Linked DNA regions of Sus scrofa: region 2 is linked to region 1. Evidence: chromatin contacts called from public Hi-C data. All regions are on one chromosome and are shown on one strand. The core of a region is the stretch at or near the end of the contact, and the rest is flanking DNA. Distances in the headings are between cores, read along the strand shown.

Region 1 (6,758 bases), core at 3,718-6,217:
GTCCTTTCCCTGAAGCACCGGGTCACCTCAGCACCAAACACTTCACACCACAGCCAAGCAACCTGCAGGCCAGGACAGCACCTTTGGGTGATGGTGAGAGCCGCAGCAAGAAGCCAGAGGGTGAAAAGTCAGGTCTAAGAATTCCCGGCACTCAGAGAGGAAAGGGAATCACGTCGTCCTGCTTGGCTTGGCGGACCTGCTGGTCTCACTGTATTCCCCATGACCAGGATTTGTGGGAAAGGGCCCTGAGAAGAGCCCGAACAGGAAAAGGTGTCCTGAAGCCTGAGCAGGCTCTGCTGGGTGAAGCCTGGCTCCTTACCTGGGATGCTCCTGGGTGGCTGGGGCCCATCGAACTCTGGGGCCGTCCCTCCAACCAGGAAATCTTCAGAGGGTTATCGACCAGGCCCACTTCATTCTGGACAGCCAGCTCCTGTCAAACACAGCATACAGTCCGGGTCCCATCATTCCCATCAGCTACAACTGGTTCTACCCCCATGGAAAAAACCAGAACCAGTGCTCTCATCCTCCAAGCCAGGTGGAGCAACCTTCACAGGGCAGTGTGCTGAAGCTCAGACCCTCCTTGTGGGCCTCATGAGCCATCTGACTGGGGAGTGGAGGAAGGGGAGAAGGCAGTGCGTGGCCCCAACATGGAGGGACACTGGCTCCCAGAGGGAGGACATACGGAGCCTGGCAGCAAGAAATGAAGCCATCCCTGGAACATCCTCCCACCCATCCCTTTATTCGCTGTGCCTCCACTCCCGAAGCTTGAGGGCCCCTCTCTGCGAAACCTGGGCTCTGAGCTGGCCCGGAGATCCCCTGGGAGTGTGGATACCTAAGCTCACAGGGCCCACAGAATTGGGTTCCTCCCCTGGAACAGAAGGGCTATCTGAGGCCCCTAAAGCCCCACATAGCACTTACCGCAGCCCTGACGGTCGCAAACTCCACCACGGCAGTGCCTGCCTTCTTACTGGAAAGTACCAGGTTGAGCACCTCTCCATACTGTGAGGATAAGGGGGTCCCAGTAAGCATGGCTCAGCCTTCAGGGTGGCCCAGCTCACGCCAGAGACAAGCCTGGGCTGCCCTGAGGCCACTAGGCCATTATCAGACAGAGGATAACCTCTCATTGCTAGGTTCCTAGATAGGGTAGGTCGGAGATGGGAAAGAAAGGTATTTTTTCCAAAATACAGAGGACAGCAAAGGAGAGCTGGGCAGAGGTGGAGATTTAGACCTGCAGAGATGTGCAGCCACCTCGGTGAATGAAGGACACGAAGAGGACAGGGCTTTGGTGCCAGATGCCAACTCCCTCTCTCCCCACAGACCCGGCCAAGCCCTTTGCTTCCAAGGATGGCCAGAGCTAGACCTGGCTGGAGTGGGCACATGGCAACATGGGTGACTACAGGGCCGTGGCCTGGGGAGAAGTTTCTAGACTGTCCTTTGGTCTATGACACAGAAAAAAAAAAAAGGCAGGAGCTGTGAAGGAAGGTTAGGCCTGGAGATCCTGGGGTTTGGGCTGATGTGGGGCCTCAGGTGATGGGTAAGAGGGAAGTCAGCAGGGCAGACCTTTTGTAAAAGCCGCAGGAGGACATCTTTGGAATAGCCACCTTGGGACTCGGACTCCTTTGTGCTCTTCCACTTGAGCTGGAAATATAGCAGTGGGTGTCGCCATTCAACACTGACCTTCATCCCAACAGGACCAGCCCCTGCACCCAAGCTTTACAATCTGAGAAGACACCCCACTGGTCTTTAAGACACAGGTAATCTAGGGGGCACCCCCCCAAAATGTGTTCCCCTTGAAAATGGACAGGCAGGTGGTCTGCTCACCCACAGCCATGCTTCTAGCCCTAATGAGGCTCTCCTTTAGGGCCTCAGGGAGGGCAGCCCTGCAGCCTTAAGAGCTAAGAGCAGCCTTTCCCAGCCAGCTCTGACACCTAGGCAGTGGGAGGATGGAAGGGTGGGGGTAGTGGTGGGGCTCCCAGAGATCCAGCATCCCCCAGAAGCCCTTGTTCCCCCAAAGCATTTATTCTTGCTGAAGAAGACAGAAGGAGGTGTGAGGTGGCCTGGGGATCCTACAGGACTCACCTTTAGCTTGGGGGTTCCTTTGCTTTCAAGATTTTCTGTCATTCCTAGAAAATTTAGAAAATAATTCCAGGTAAGATAGAATACGAGGGAGTCAGTGGTTCTCCCAAAGGAGAAACAGCCCAGGGCCAGAAGGACTTAGAAAAGGTCATTCCTGACCAGGGACAGTATTTGCCCTGCCCTGAGTAGGGTCTGGTAGGGAAAGTAGAGGGGCCCCCACCCCGAGGAGCTGCCATCTTGGGGGCAGCTGCCCAGATGCCTGAAGGCCATGGTCAGCATTCTGCCCAAGAAGGGCTGTGAACACCTCTGGGGGCAGGAGGCAGAGGTAGAGACAACACAGTTCTACTGAAACAAAGTACCCCAGAGCCCCCCCGCTCCACTCCACTGGGTGATCAGCTCCAAAACAGAGCCAGCTCTGCTTGGGACTAAAGACCAACTGGGCCAGGAGGTCTCAAGAAGGGTGAAAAGCTAATAGGCCCCAGAGAACTGGAAGGAAGAAGGGACAGGCGGCATGTGTCCCAGTGGGATGCCTCCGGGGTTTCTAGCAGGTAGAAGCTTGCACAGCAGCTCCTCTAGGCAGCCAGTGTGGCCACTATGGGCTTTGGGAGCTGCCTTAGAGGGGAAGGTGGGTATGGGGGACGGACTCTCACCTCTCAACCTCTGTTCCCGTTCCTGTCGGATCTGCTCCTGGATCAGCCTCTGCTGTTCCTCCAGCTGCCGGGAACCCTCTTCTCGCAGGCGTTCGATCTGCAGGGTGGGGGTTGGGGAGGGTGACAATTCTGTGCAGATCCAGTTCCAGGTTGGCTCACCTTGCAAAGGTCCCTGGGACGTTCCACCTGCAAGCTGGGCTCAGCCACCTGCAGGTAGGACAAATTACCCAGATCCCACGGAGAAGGTGGACAGGGCTGCCCTCCCCAGTCATGGCAACTCCTGGGCCCACCCGTCACCTCCTCCTGCAGATGGTCACATGGCTTGGATGCCCACCTCTTGTTCTAGCGTCCTGGCACTCCGGCTCTCCTCCTCCTCCTCGCTGCCATGGGTCTGGGCCTGCAGCTCCCTGGCCTCCAAGTCTAGGCACAAGGGTGGAATGACCCGATGTCTGGTCTAAGTAGTTTCTACATGTCCCTGGCCCACCTGGCTCTGGCTGCTTCCCAAAGCCTCACGCAGGATGAACCCACCCAGCAACCCTGCCTGCCACCTCCATGCGCATGAGCTCCCGAGTTCATTTCCATTGAGAAAAGTCATCACAAGGAAGGAGAGGCTCCAGCTGAGTGGTCAGGGTCTGGGAGAGTTACATCAGCTCACAATGACCAAGCTGGTTCTCTAATCAGTGAACAAGGTATGGGTGGGTGCTTCTGTTAGCAGCCCAGGGCTGTGGGTCAGAGCTGCCAATGGGTGGAGCTGCTGGCTTCTCTTCCTGTAGTTTGGCACTGCAGCCTGACCTGCGACCTTGTTTTTGCTTACATGTTCTTCCCACCACTGAGCTCGGGTTCCTGCCGTCTCTTCCACCTCCCCTTCAACTCACATAAACAGAGCCTCACCGTGGACCTGGCTACAGCTGCTCCTATGGGCAGCAGCCTCCATGCAAGGACATCACCTCAGGTCCAGGAACCCTTCCCACTTTCTAAGAGGAACCCGCTTGTGGCCCCTCCCAGGCCAGCTGCCGGGGCAAACACTTCTCTCAGGTCTGGGACTCGCTACCTTCTTTTCTGTTCACTTTACTTACCTAAACTCTTCAGGTTTGTTTGGTTGTTTTTGATGGATGTACTCGGATGGTATATATACATATTAAATATATGGATATCAAAACAGGCAAGGAAAAGGGGAGAAAAACCAAATAAAGAATACCCGGACCAGTCTTATGGGGTTAGTGAAGATGTTCTAAAATTGATTTCCAATTACAGTTGCACCATTTGGTAAATTTACTAATAATCACTGAATTGTTCACTTGAAATTAGTGGAGATAAGATAAACAGAATGTACATCAATAAAGCTATTTTTTAAAAGATGAATGCCCAGATCTCTTTGGATCCTGCAGAGGGGATTTCTCAGAGTGAAAGCTCTGTGCCAAAGTGAGCTGCTATGAATGAAAAGTTCCAAGAGGGCGTGGCCAACACAGACAGTGACTGGATCCATGCTGTACAGGTTCAAATCCTGGCTCCAGCAAATTCTTATCCTTTTGGTGCCTTAGCTTCTTGTAAAAAATGGGTTTCAAAGAGTTCCTGTTGTGCCTCTGTGGGATCCTGACTAGTATCCATAAGGATGTAGGTTCAATCCCTGGCCTCTCTCAGTGGGTTAAGGATCCAGTGTTGCTGGGAGCTGTGGCATAGGTCACAGATGTGGCTCAGATTCTGAGTTGCTATGGCTGTAGCATAGGCCAGCAACTGCAGATCCAACTCAACACCTAGCCTGGGAACTTCCATATGCTGCAGGTGCAGCCCTAAAAAAAAAAAAGGGGGTGGGGTTTCATAACACCCAGCTCCTTGGATAGATGTGATAATTAAAAGAGGCAGTAAAACATGTGTCACAATGCCTAGCTAATAGCACATCCAGTCATTGTTATTATTTCTAAAACTGTCCTTTAAGAGCCACCCTAAAGGTAGATAGGAAATGGTTCTGCCCAGAGCCAGGGCCACAGAGCTCTGAGTTGCTGGAACTGAAGCTGCAGGAAGAAAGGTGGAGGAACTGGATGAAAACGGTCCAGGGAAACCGCAGGCCACTAGCACCATGCTATCACCTACCAAGCTTCACTTTCTTCCTTCTTTCATCAAGTTTCTGGGTCCTCTCTGCTGCCTGCTTCTTGGCTTTCCTGACCTTGTCATATGCAGCCTGGCAGGAGAAACGAGCAGAGGGGAGGTGTCAGCCGGGAACCCACACAGAGCTGGCCATCTCCCAGGCCTTGTTATCAGCCCCAGAGTCGTCAGCTGGCAGCCTGGTGACCGGGTCTCCAGGCTGGGACAACAAGGACCTTACTGCACAGCTGGGTCTAGAGGATAAAGCACACAGTGGTCTCTAAATTCAAGGACAATTCATATGGAAGAGGATGCACTTACCCTGGCAGCAGCATCGGTCAGTACCTCCAAGGCCTGAGAAAGCTGGTGGAAGAGTTCAGCTAAACATAGGGATCAAAAAAAAGAGAAAGGAGAAAAGTCAAGTTAGACTTGGTGATGATGTGCTCCCTAAAAAAGCACCTCAAAGAAGCCACAGGGTGCCAGAAAAGTAGACATCAGCAGATAACAGCCCAGGAAGGGTGAGCACATCAGCAAGTGACCAGGTGCCCCTAACCTGTGAAGTGCACCCACGGGGCCCAGCTCCCAAAGCCAGGCTGAGGGTGCACTCAACACCACACCCCAGGGGGTCGGTTTACTTCTCTCCGTGCCTATGAGAGGCTCACCTGCTCTGGGATTATCCGGATTTTTGTCTGGGTGGCAGGAGAGGGCCTTCTGTCTATACGCCTTCTTCACCTGGAAGAGTCAAGATTTGGTTATTCATTTGGTTCATTCACCCCAGGACGGACAAGAAAATGTTGCTAAGGTGATAAGGGAAATCCAGGGACTGCTCTCCATCACTAAAAGAAAGGCTGCCACACTGAAACATCACCTCACAACCACAGAGAAGATCTGCAGCAGAGGCAAAGGTGGTGGAGGGAGCCAGCACTGTGGCAGAGGGGCAGACCTGCTTCCTGCTGGGTCCCCTACCTCACTACCGTGGGCTCCTGGCAGGGGCAGGTTTCCCTCCAGTCACCTGGAAACAGGCACTCTCCTGCACTCGGTGTAATGGAATGTAAACTGGGGCAATCTTTCTGGAGCAAAATTTAGCCAATAAAATTTTAAATGTACTTTTCCTTTGACTTTTTCTGGAATTTGGACTTGTGGAGGCATGCCAAAATAAATATACAAGGATGTCCACTAAAACACAGTCTATATTAGCTCTCAAGTAGAGCCAACCAAAATCTCTGACAATAGGGAGACCTGCAAAAAAAAATTCATAGACGAAGTCTGTATGTGCTGACTAGGAAGATCTTCAAGTCCTTGTCACAAGGAAAAAAACTGTAAATACAGATGGTGACAAGTAGCAAATCATTATGTTGTACATCTTTAACACAATGGTATATGTCAATTGAACCCGAGCCACCACAGAGACAATGCCAGATCCTTAACCCACTGAGCCACAGTGGGAACTCCTACTTGGCATCTTGGGAGTACTGGGATGTGAGTTCGATCCCCAGCCCAGCACAGTGGTTTAGGGATCTGGTGTTGCCACAGCTGTGGCTTGGGTCACAGTTGGGGCTCAGATCTGATCCTGGCTCAGGAATTCCACATAATGCAGTGAGGCCACAAAAGAAAGAAAGAAAAAAAAAAAGAAACAAATAGCAAATCATTATGTTGTACACCTGAAACTAACACAATGGTGTATGTCAATCAAACCCATGCTACCACAGAGACAACACCAGATCCTATGCCACAGCAGGAACTCTTACTTCTCAATTTATACTTTCCTGAGCTTCAAATTTTCAAACCTTAAACAATTCTTACTTTATTATCTTTTTTGGATAACAGAGGTTATCATGATGGGGAGGCTACGGTCCATTTTTATTTTTATATTTGCACTTCTCTGTATGAAAAAGAAAAAAAGTTGGTTTTTCTTTTTTTGGCCACATCCATGGCATGTGGAAATTCCTG
Region 2 (6,481 bases), core at 3,796-6,295, 91 kb before region 1:
TTTCTTCATGCAGGTCTTATTGCTAGACATTGCTACTGTGAGTGGGATTTTTTTTTATTACATTATATTATCTAGTTATTGTTAGCACATATTTAATAATGCTCTGACCTTTTTATATTTTGTAATTACACCAATGTACTGTCTTATTGTCCTTTATACTATCTAGGTATATTATCATATCTGTAAATATTTTCCAACATTTGCATCTTTTTTTTTGTCTGCCCCATAGCATATGGAGTTCCCAGGCCAGGGATCAGATCCAAGCCACAGTTGTGACCTACGCCACAGCTGCAGCAACTCTGGATCCTTTAACCCACTGTGCTGAGCTGGGGGTCGAATCTGCATCCCAGACCTCTAGAGACATTGCTGATCCCATTGTTCCACAGCAGGAGTGCCAGCACTTGTATCTTTTATTATTCATTTTTCATCTTACATTATTTCACTCTTGTATTACACCTAGGAGCACTTCCTGGACAATAGTAAATAACAGTGGTAAGAGACAATTTTTTTTTTTGGTCTTTTTATTTTAGGGCTGCACCCGTGGCATATGGAGGTTCCCAGGCTAGGGGTTGAATCAGAGCTGTAGCTGCCGGCCTACACCACAGCTCACAGCAATGCTGGAACCCCAGCCCACTGGGTGAGGCCAGGGGTGGAAACTGCATCCTCATGGATGCTAGTCAGATTTGTTGCCTCTGAGCCATGGTGGGAATTCCCTTGTTCTTGATTTTAATGAAAGTCATTAGCAAAGATGATTAGCAAAGAGATGATGAAGAGCAACTTTTTTTATATATAATTGATCATGTTAAGCAAATATATAATTCCTTTGTATCTTTTCTTTAATCAGGAATTTATTTTGAATTTTATTGGATATGTAAGAGAGCAATACTTGGCATGCTAAAATGTCTCTTTGGTTTATGAAATATTTCAAACTGAAACCCAAAAAAGTTGGGAAGTAACTTTGACCTTCTCCCTAGCTACATTAACATTTTTTAGATAGAGGGCTTATTCCCATTACAGAGCTGTCATGAGTTCACTCTGTGTCCCATTGTCTCTGCATTGCCCAGGAAACTTTTGCCAAATGTTTGCTTTTTCATCTACTTGTGAATTGCCTTCCTCTCCTTTGAAGTCCAAATATCCTTTGTCTTTAGCTAAAGATGGTACTTGGAGTTCCCATCGTGGCTCAGTGCTTAACGAATCTGACTAGGAACCATGAGGTTGCTGGTTCGATCCCTGGCCTTGCTCAGTGGGTTGAGGATCCGGTGTTGCCGTGAGTTGCGGTGTAGGTCACACATGAGGCTCAGATCCCGAGTCGCTGTGGCTTTGGTGTAGACCGGCGGCTACTGCTCCGATTAGACCCCTAGCCTGGGAACCTCCATATGCTGCAGGAGCGGCCCTAGAAAAGCAAAAAGACCAAAATAAATAAATAAACCAAGGGGCTCTCTCAAAAAAAAAAAAAAAAAAAAAGGTATCTAAGGTGAGGGTTTCTCCTATTTTGGGGATTACTCAGATTTTGTGGGGCACTCCCAGGTATACATATTATTAAACTTTAGTTTGATTTTCTCCTGCTAATCTGTCTCATGTCAATTTAATTTTTAGACCAGCCAGAAGAACTTAGAAGGGTAGAGGAAAATTTCTTCCTCCCTGATAGATGCTTCTCCAAAATGATGAAATTAAGCGTATGTTTTTTTTTCCCTTGACCTACTAATATAGTCAGTTATAATAATTGACTTCCTAATATTGAATTATCTTTGCACTACTCAAATAGATTACTTGGATATGACATGGAGTTTCTCTTTCTGGATTTTCCTTTTTATGCTCCAGACTATGCTGAGATCACCTTTTTTCCTAGAGACAAATGATCAGATTTCTGCTCATCAAGTTTTGGTCTGATTATTTGCCTTCTTGAGATTTCAGATAGGTCACTTACATAGTAATGTAGGATATATTCAAAATTTTTCAATTACATATTTATAAATATTCTCATGGATTGCTAATTTAACTGTTGGTGAGAAGTCTATTTTGTCTCATTTCCAACTTCTTAGTGAGTTGGAAAAGAAAGAGGAAAGAAACATAAAACTACTCAAATTTGTTTAAGCAGAAAAAAAAAAAGGGAGATCATCAGAACATAGGGTTATCTCACAGACCTGGAAAGCAGTCAGACTTCAAAACTGTTTCCATCTTAGACTCTCCTCTACTTAGTTTCTCAATTTCTTAATCATCTATTGATGGAGCTTCTCTGGTTTGACATCCCCACAGCCACAGGAATTTTATTTTATTTTATTTTATTTATTTTTTGTCTTTTTAGGGCCTCACCTGAAGCATATGGAGATTCCCAGGCTAGGGGTCCAATCAGAGCTGTAGCTGCAGGCCTACACCACAGCCACAGCAACACCAGATCCGAGCCATGTCTGTGACCTACACTACAGCTCACAGCAATGCTGGATCCTTAACCCACTGAGCAGGGCCAGGGATCAAACCCACATCCTCATGGATCCTAGTTGGATTCATTACCCCTGAGCCACAACAGGAACCCCAGGAATCTCACTTTAATGAAAGGTCAAAATCATGTATCTTCACTCAGCCAGGAGGAGCTGTCAGTTTGCAGATGCTCTAAGGAGGAGAGTATGTGAAAAATGGAAAGTGAAGGTTTGTATTGCTAGTATGGAAAGCAGTACAGTATTATCTCCAAGTACTATGTATAATTTCTATATTAGGTTGATTCTACCTCCAGAATGCTTCCTGAATCTGTTCTCTTTGTCATTTGCTCTAACTTAAGCCTTCATTTCTTTCCTGAAATATTGCAAGGGCTTCCTAACAGTTTTTACTGTCTTTACTCTCACTCTCCTGTCCTTCAATGCCACAAGGTAATGGTGTGAGGATTAAATAAAAAACTACAAACTTTCAAGCACTCCATAAATACAAAGTAGTGATGGGAAACAAAAAAATAGATCAAAGTAGGATTCCCCTTAGGACACGCAGATCAATCACTTCCCCACCCCTGTAGGCCCAAGCAAGCCAGATGGGGGGCAGGGGATTGAAGAGGGACCAAAGCTCCCCTAGACCAAGATGCTGGGTGCAACTCTTCCCACACAACAGGTGTGGCTCCAAGCAAACACATGGGATTCAAAAGAAACTTCTTGAACGGATGCTCAATTTCCACCAAAAACAGTGAGGATATAGTTTACCTCTGCATCCTCAGTAACTACAAGAGCACCTGGCATATGGTCACCTCTCAGGACCTTCTGAAATGGGATTAACACTAAATGTGGGCTCTAGAAACAATCAGGCAGCGTGCAGTGAGAAGCTCTCTTGATTGGAGAAACTTGGGTCATGTGGTTAAGCACAAAACAATGTGGCTTTAGATTTCGCTGATGTTCTAGGCAATCCTGAGTCTAGGAGCATTCACTGTGCTCTGCAGCACTTCTGGAGCCCGAATGGAGCACCACCTGATCCACAGCAACTGAGCCTGAGGCACAGGATGGAATTCAGTGTTTACCTACCAGAAAGGGTGGGGGTGGGGGGGGTAATGGATGCTGGGCAAGCAAAGTCAGCATACTGAAAATAGAATTATTAAGTCAGAAAACACTCCTTTTCAGTTTTTTTGTTTGTTTGTTTTTCTTTTTACGGCTGCATGGGCGGCATATGGAAGTTCCCAGGTTAGGGGTCAGATCAGGAAGCAGCCTTGGAGATGAACTTGAAATTCGAGCTGGACTGAACTTGCAAAGAGAAGGGAAGAAAAAGGAAAGTGTGCATTTCCTTGCAAGGTGATTGTATCCTCTGAAATGTCAGTCCCATTAAGGCAGGTATAGTCTAATTGTCTTGTTTGTTTTTTAGGGCTGCCCAGCAGCATAGGGAAGTTCCAAGGCTAGGGGTCAAATTGGAGCTGCCTACACCACAGCCACAGCAGCGCTAGATCCCAGCCGCCTGTGACCTACACCGCAGCTTGCTGGGCAACACTGGATCCTTAACCCACTGAGCAGGTCCAGAGACTGACCTGAGTCCTCAGGGATACTAGTTGGGTTCGTTACCGCTGAGGCACAATGGGAACTCCCATTGTCTTGTTTGCGATTGTAACCCCAATGACATCAGAATGTCCGTCACTTAGTAGGTAGTCAATAAACATTGGTTCAATTATTAAAAAAAAAAAAATCTAAGCATATGACTTGTCCACTTAAAAACTGGAATGATTTCCCCATTACCTAAGGAATAAAGCCAAAGCTCCATCATGGTCTTAAGCCTTTTCATAGCCTGAGCTAAATGTAGTTTAACAGTCTCAGCATCTCTTAAGACACTTTTCTTCCCTCATCAGAGAATGCTATTCCTTGACTATTGTTGTTAATTTCCATACCCATACTACTCCATCCACTTGTACTCCATCTCCTATTCTTCGCCCAGGAAAACCCTGCTCACCCTTTAAAACCGGAATAAACTTTCTAGCAAACTACGGTAAGATTTATAGTCTCAAAATCAATGTTCCCTTCCTTGCAGTTCTGCAAATCTCCAGTAAAGTACCACAGCCTGACTAATATTTCAGGTGTTCCTCTTTCTCCTTCACTAGCTCTGTGTTCCAGTTTCATCCATCTACTCAAGGGTCCTCAGCTCCACCACCTACAAGGGCCAGGGAGCGCCTGGCTCTGGAATTGGAGAGTCAGGGGCTCTGAGAAATCTGAAGGGCCAAATGCCCCAGCTTAGATACCTAACAAATCAAGAAAAGCTCTCAAGAACCTACGTATTTCCCAGAGGGGCTGAGGAGCCCGCCCGCAGTGCACACTGGGAGACGTAGTTTGGGGCCGACCCACTACCTCTTGGGAGTTGTAGTCCTTGGTTTCGTAAAAGGAAGAAGGAGGCGACTTCCAAATTTTGAATTAGTCCTTGTGGGAAAAAGAAGAGGGAAATCCATAACCTTCTGCAAGGTCTGGGCCCTATCTCTGGGTCTCAAGAACGTTGGCCAAAGGGGAGGAAGGCGGATCCGAGAGGGGCGGGGAGACGTTACGTTGACGCGGACGTGACCCTGCCCAATAGCATTTGGCGGGATTTCCGAAGGCTGCAGGTTCGGCGCGCGCTGCGGCCTGAGACCGAGGTCTGAGGAGAGCTCAGACGCGCAGCTGGGAGCTGAGAAGTTTCGTGTATTCCGTGCCGAAGGCCGGAGCAGGGGAGTAGAGAGGTGGACGCTGCGAGGGGCTCTGCACTCCGTCCGGGGTCGAGCGCGCGCGGGTCCAGCGGACTGAGGTTCGGAACGCTCAGCCGGCCAGAGCGGGTAGCGCTGCAGGCCGAGGTGAGTGTGAGGCGCGGACCCGGCCCCTTCCCATCGCGGGGTTTGGCTAGGGGTAAGCCGGACTCGGACTGGACCCAGGCCCCGGGCTCCAGCTCCCGCCGCCGGCTTGCGGGCCCCTCCGCGCCAATTGAGAAAGTCGGAGAAGGCGGGGCGGAGCTGGGATGTGCCCTGGCAGATCTGACCCTGGCAGCTCTTTGTGGCGAAAATAGCAGCTCACTCTAGTCTTTGGAGCTGGGAGGAACTTAGAGGCCTTCACTTCCAACATCCACTTTCTGGGCATGGGCCAGGAAGCCAAGACCCAGAGAAGTGTAGAGCCTTAAAATCACAACTGTTAAGCCAGAGCCAGGGTTTCCGGATTTCTGGTCAGTCCCTTTTCCATAACACAAAGTTTAGCTTACAAAATACCCACCTCCAGTTGCCCAAAAGATATTTGAATTGTCTGATGTGGGAGACCTTTCACGTGATGCCTAGGGAATGATCTGTAGCGAGGTTTGTTGTTTTTTTCCTTAAACTTTAAAGTGAAGTGTAATATAGAAAAGTGTACAGATCGAAAGTGTATACAGCTTCATGAATCGTTATAAAACGAATATATACCTGTGTAATCACCACTCATGTCAGAAATAGATTTTTCTCAGCACCCCGGAAGCCTCCCTTGTGCCCCCTTATCTAATACTCTCCTTTCTCCCGAGAGCTAACTAGTTGACAGACGGCTAACACCGTTGACTAATTTTGCCTGGTTTTGATTTTTGGCCGCACCAGGGACAGCCCCAGGACAGTGATGGAACCCGCCCAACAGCAGGACAACGCCAGATCCTTAACCTCCTAAACCATAAGGGAATTTCTCCGTTTTTGAGGGTTTTTTTTCTGTCTTTTGTCTTTTCAGGGCTGCACCCATGGCATATGGAGGTTCACAGGCCAGGGGTCGAATCGGAGCTGTAGCCGCCAGCCTACTCCACAGGCACAGCAACGCCTCCCCAACCCACTGAGCAAGGCCAGGAATCGAACCTGCAACCTCGTGGTTCCTAGTCGGATTCGTTAACCACTGAGCCACGACGGGACCTCCTGTTTTTGAGTTTTATGTAAGTAATACTGTATATTTTCATGTCTGGCTTTGCTCAACATTTTGTCTTTAGATTCATACGTCTTTGCATTTGGCAGTAGTTCTTTCTGGTTGCTGTATTGTATTTCTTACTCATTTTACCTGTG

The links. Hi-C and Micro-C count contacts between places; a contact is called where the count stands out from the background.
Region 2: a Hi-C map of liver shows a contact between it and region 1, with 2.8 times the contacts expected there. The contact joins the promoter of RAD51 here to the enhancer-like site in region 1. A contact is called at or near these places in 1 of 5 promoter capture datasets (fetal liver) and 3 of 47 Hi-C or Micro-C datasets (fetal liver, liver and skeletal muscle).

The regions. Positions count from the first base shown.
Region 1 is chr1:130,547,605-130,554,362 of Sscrofa11.1, reverse strand. DNAJC17 (dnaJ homolog subfamily C member 17) reads right to left here. Exons shown (of 11, transcript XM_001929383.4): 2 at 5,471-5,540; 3 at 5,130-5,188; 4 at 4,818-4,905; 5 at 3,061-3,146; 6 at 2,727-2,823; 7 at 2,080-2,123; 8 at 1,561-1,638; 9 at 919-999; 10 at 320-430. C1H15orf62 reads left to right here. Exons shown (of 2, transcript XM_005659744.3): 2 at 1-163. The coding sequence ends at 13. Among named protein-coding and RNA genes, the nearest start is that of C1H15orf62, 8.6 kb to the left of the region's middle. Within about 2 kb of position 4,967, at least 6 of the 83 cell types and tissues checked have an H3K27ac peak or open chromatin away from gene starts, as enhancers often do. A contact at or near this core is called in fetal liver and liver, where this site is marked.
Region 2 is chr1:130,638,672-130,645,152 of Sscrofa11.1, reverse strand. RAD51 (RAD51 recombinase) reads left to right here and starts at 5,045. Exons shown (of 10, transcript NM_001123181.1): 1 at 5,045-5,275.